Linked DNA regions of Zea mays: region 2 is linked to region 1. A link is a contact called in public Hi-C data. All regions are on one chromosome and are shown on one strand. The core of a region is the stretch at or near the end of the contact, and the rest is flanking DNA. Distances in the headings are between cores, read along the strand shown. Region 1 holds the start of LOC100192762 (Protein MEI2-like 1). Region 2 has its middle 28 kb from the start of LOC109943095.

Region 1 (2,734 bases), core at 168-2,667:
TCTACAAAAGAATTAGGCGTTATGAAACGAATTTGCCTTAGTTCTAGTTCATCATAGTAGTAGGCCATAGACACCAAAACTAAAAAGCTACTTCTTGGCCAGAAAATACATAGGCACGAACCATCATTACCTATGATTTCAGGTTTCAACTAGTGGGAATAGATCTTTGCGGAGGAAACCTCTAAGTTGAAGAACGGATTCAAACAGTAGTTTCACCTCAGGACGCAAGCGAAGCTCGTCAGGGAAGGAGGACGATTCCGACTCCGCCGGAAGAAAATGGGCCGGGGGCATGTAGCGCCTCTGCTCGGTTGGCATCCTGCGGGCGCTGCGCCTCACCCCGGACCTTAAAACACAGAGACAAGTTTCAACGCTCCCGTGAGCTCGGTTCAAACGGATCAGAAATTCAAAGCATAAAGCCATAAACACAGAAACCTTGACGAAGTGCGCGGAAATTTGGGTCCCGAACAAAACCGGGGCCATGGAACACTTGGCAGAAATCTACAGCTTCGGGGTTCAGAATTCCGGGCCAGAAGCGCTCGCTTTTACCGATTAATTAAAAAAACAGTGTACAGAATTCAACTATGGGCTCCAGCAACATTTGGCCGTAGTAAAAGAGCGCAGAAAAAGACCGGGAAATTAATTAACCAATGGACGCCGGCGTGGACAAGCACGAAAAGCACACAAGCAACCTGTGATCGAAATAAAAGCCGGAACCGACCAAAAAAATGGTGCAGGCCGCGCGCATCAAAATACTGAACCCGGATCACGCGATGGAACCAAGATCACGCGAAATTCTCCGTAAGTCAAGCACCGTTTGCTCCCGAAAAAGCTAGTAACGGCTAAGACGAAATTGAAAACCGCATGAGCAGCCTAAAAACATCCAGACGGCAAAAATCACACAGAGAGAGAGAGTGAGTGAGAGAGAGAGAGCGAGCGCGCGACGAAAGTGCGGTCTCACCAGTTGGGCGCCTGAGATCCCCTCGTCGGCGTCACAGTCCGGAGCCCGACGCGTGCACGCAACCTGTGGACGCAGCCGCAAGCTGGGGAAACGGTTCCATGGCGCAGGCCACAACAGCAGCACCTTCACCAGAGTTGAAAGACGCGGAGGCGGGGCCAAAGGGGGGGGGCACTCCAGCCGCGCAGCTTAATGCTTGCAACGGGGAGCCGGACGCTGGCTGCTACCTCCAGTCCAGCTCCAGGCCGGCGCGCACGCCCCCAGCCGGGGCAGACTAGCAACCAAACCCTAGAGATGGAGCGAGAAAGCGCCGCTAAGCCTCGACTCCTCCTCCATTCCCAGTACTACCTCCCTCTCCCGCGCCCCCACAGCTCTCCGCGCGCGCAGTCGTCGGGACAGTTCTCCGGCGAGTTGGTGGTGGTGGTGGCGACAGGCGGAGCGGAGAAGCGAAGCAGAGACGATTACGAAGCGCAAAAAACAGTTTTCAAAGAAAGCACGGAATACTATAATAGCACTAGTATTATAAATATTTGGCGAAATCGGAAACGCGAAACAGCAGGGCGCTTGTCCGTATATATACCGGGCCGGGCCGGGCGGGACCCGCCGGCGGTAGTCTCACCGTGCGGGGGCGGAGGGCCCCGCGGCGGGTAACGGAGCCGCCTGAATGACAGGTGAGGCCACGTGCGGTGGCCCCACGCGTCGGTGAGTGCGGATGGCGTACGGGCGCTGGGGACCCACGTGGCGGACGTCGCGGGAAGCGGCGCTTTGGACGGGAACGGAATTATTGGTGGGACGGGGCGTGACCAGTGAAGAGTCTGTCTGTCTCTGCCTCTGAGTGAGAGCGGACGAGGTGACGTGTGGTTTTGGTCCGTCAGTGCGTCAGCCAGAGGAAAGGATAGCGATGCCACCACGACCACGAGCCGTGGCCCGTGGGCCGTGTCATATGGTACTGCACCGTACATATGGGTCAGTGAATCCAATCGAACGGATCGGGTCCGGCAAGAAGAAGTACGAGTAAAAAAACTCCGTAACGAAAACTGATCATGGTGTCGTGTCTTGGATAAGTACTTCGTGACTCGTGTCTTCCTTGGATTATCTGGAAAACACGTCGAGATGTTTATCTATCAAAAAGACATCAACGAGTCTGCATGGGGGAACTATGCAGTACGTAGGCATCCTTACTTGTTAGCACCAGTAAGTCGCGTGTACGCAAAATGACGCAGTCTGTACCACTTTGTCGCTAGTGCTACTAATGCATTATGCACTAACTAAGACTCCTCACGTCTTAAATTACATTTCAAATTTTATTGTAAAGTCAATTGTGGCTAAATTTATATATTATTATTGTTATACTAAATATATTTTTTAGATCTTTTATTAATTATACATTTATTGAATGGCATATTTTCAATTAAATTTAATATGTTTTAATTCCAAAAAAATAGAATAATCTCTACTATATGTAAGTGGCCACATCGTGGTAAAAAGCGCACCTACTCGAGCGCTCTCGCTACTCCGTCTGAAATTCATGCAAAAAAAAATAGGCGTCGAGGATGTTGCACGCGTGGGTGGGGTTCAAACATAGATCTCGAAGGTGCAAAGCTGGAGCCTTAGGGCCTGTTTGTTTACCCCCCAGATTATATAATCTAGATTAAATAATCCTAAGAGGCAAACAAACAGTCCAGCTTATTTGCCCAGATTATATAATCTAACCCCTTTGATTATGATAATCCATAAGCAAGTGAGGAGGTGCTTATTTCAGATTATTTTTTCCCACTT
Region 2 (2,700 bases), core at 73-2,572, 260 kb before region 1:
TATTTGAAGTGAAGAAATTCAAATAAAAGTGATAAAAACAAATAAGCATTATGCTTTATCAATATTTTTGGAACTACAAAATTGTTACCCAAGTAGACACTATCACACTAATGTATTTTTATATAACATAGAAAAGGATGGCTCATACAAATAATATAGTCATCAATTTTTTCAGTAGTGAATTTATGGGGTAAATTGTGATATTGAGAATTGAAGGTAAATACGCAAGATTCAGACTCTCATCAAGAGATAATAATATTCTATGTGCAGTATTATAGTGGCTATGTTTATGATCCGTTGTGTTGTGATCTGCCCTCAGAAGGCCCTCGTCCCCTTCCCTTTATAGTTCAAGCAGGGGGTGTTACAAAGTTGAATACGAGTAGGTTTCATGATAGATCTAATCTAATAATCTAATCACATACTTTTATAATTACAAACGTGTCTTCCTCACCGGTTTGGATCTTTCCTTATATGCTAGGATCTCACCTTATATGTTAGGATCTTATTGTGTTCATTTAGAACTTTGCAATTATCTCTTCTATTCCACTAAGATTTTTGTGAAATTTATTTTTACTTCAGTAGTCATCCTCATATTAAAACTTCTTTTAATCATGATGACCGAGTCCATAGACTCTAGACTGAGTCCATGGGTCTATCCATATATGTCTGTGTTATCCAAGGTATATATTCTTTACAAATAAATATTTAATGATTAGATATATCAATTAATTAATCAATATTATATTTATATAAATATTTATGACAATATTGTAAATTATATAAAATAAATTACATTAATTAATTGATAAGATGAAGTACTAAAATAATTTGGAACAACATATATATCAAGTTTAAACAAAATAATAAAATACTGAAAACAATTTGTTATTTATGTATCATTGATAATTATAAATTAATACCAAAGTTATTAATTGAAAAACTATTAAGTGGTTTTAATGCCTTAGTAGTAGTAATAAAATTAAGAGATAAAATTTTTAAATAGGTTCACAATACCTTGTTTTCTTTCCTGATATGGATAGTGTTAAATGAGGATGTCTTAGAGAAAGAATACTGAAAAAACCGAGTTCAGATATATCATTTAGTATCAGTATTAGAAGCGAGTACGAATGCCAAAATTGCATGTTTTAGCACATACGAATATTAGATAAATTAGGATACCCATTTGGATTTTTCAATCCCTACCGGACAAGGAGCGCTGGAGTCCAGGGTCAACAACGCGTACGTACTCTACATGGCACCACTCAATACTCAACGGTGCCAGCCGTCAACAAAGAGAAACCGCGTTGCCTGAGCTCTCAAAGGATCCAATCGACGTGCAGTGCGACGCTAGTGCAAGTGCACAGCGACCTATACGTCCACGTCTCTAGTACACCTGAGATGAGAAACCCCAGCCCAAACGTGTGTGTGAAGGTCATGGACCCTTTGCTTTGCTGCGTGGATTCAATTCAATCATGCCAGTCCGTCGAACGGTGACTTCTGAGCACGAAATGAAAACCATCTATCTCCAGTTGTCCATGGTCCCACTCCCACCCATGGACGACGGATCTGTCTGTCCGTTCCGTTCCCAGTTCCCATCATCGGTAGTACTCCTACGTGGCAATAGAATCACACTTGGCCGAAATTCACGAATGAGTGGCGTGGTATACTGATATCTCGCATGACCGTGAGTTGATCCCTCGTTCCCTCCTAAGACCGGATACTTTTTGGGATGAGAAATTTGTATTTTTGACACCCTAAACTAGTGGCTTTGCACTATTGACACTCTAAAGATTAATTTCGTAAATTTGACACCCACATCATTAACACCTCGATTTACTTGACATTTTATCTTTTTAATAGTTATTTTTTATTTTTTCATTTACTGAATTGTGAAAAAAAGACTAATCTGACCTCCTTTATTTTGTAAGGTGCTAGTCTCTTTTTTGTTTGTATGAATCGTACCTGTGTATCTCATAGACGCCCGCCGCCTCTGTTCTGCATATCAAACAAATGCATAGATGTGTCGCCACTCGTATCGCCTAAAAGGCCTCGTCGCCCTCGACCACAAACCCACGCGCAAGGGAGCTGGCCGGCCGCGCTCGATGCCCCGTGGTCGTGATCCACCACAACAAACATGTCCTTGCATTGAGACTTGGTGGTGCACGAATGGACGTGTCACCACGACAATCCAAGCTTGTGGAATGGAACCTGATCCAATTAATTCATCTACAAAGCATTGCTGATCATGTTTTAAATATCTCAAAGTATTGTTGATCAATATCTTCAATAATAATTCTTGCCAATATATTTTTTAGTCAAGACTTGTATTAGTTGTGATTGGAACAACCAATTATTAACACTTATGAATCAATCAATTATAGGTCCCTCATTTACTAATTGTTTCGAACAAGGATGATTCAGAGGTGGCCATGGGGAGCAATACCAATGCTCCATTGTTGTTGGTCGAGACTTCTTCACCTATCCCACAAGTCGATTAGGATAACTTAAAAATAATAGAGATGCATGATGAGGAAGGAAGAATTCAACCATTGGGTGAGGATTAGCTATTTGTAATCTTGGGCTTGAGGGATGAGGATGAAAGGAGAAAGTGAGCTCAAACAAATGGTCGTACAATGCGTGAGCAGCAAGATGATAGTATTGATGATGTTGCCATTACTATTAGTGATTCAATACCAAATG

Evidence for each region. A called contact is a pair of places that touch in the nucleus more often than the background predicts.
Region 2: a Hi-C map of leaf shows a contact between it and region 1, with 2.2 times the contacts expected there. The contact joins the enhancer-like site here to the promoter of LOC100192762 in region 1. A contact is called at or near these places in 3 of 25 Hi-C or Micro-C datasets (leaf and leaf mesophyll).

Annotation. Positions count from the first base shown.
Region 1 is chr10:113,822,789-113,825,522 of Zm-B73-REFERENCE-NAM-5.0, reverse strand. LOC100192762 (Protein MEI2-like 1) reads right to left here and starts at 1,417. Exons shown (of 15, transcript NM_001362654.1): 1 at 959-1,417; 2 at 217-343; 3 at 1. The coding sequence starts at 315.
Region 2 is chr10:114,082,118-114,084,817 of Zm-B73-REFERENCE-NAM-5.0, reverse strand. No RefSeq gene overlaps it. Among protein-coding and RNA genes, the nearest start is that of LOC109943095, 28 kb to the left of the region's middle. Within about 2 kb of position 1,322, at least 12 of the 20 cell types and tissues checked have an H3K27ac peak or open chromatin away from gene starts, as enhancers often do. A contact at or near this core is called in leaf and leaf mesophyll, where this site is marked.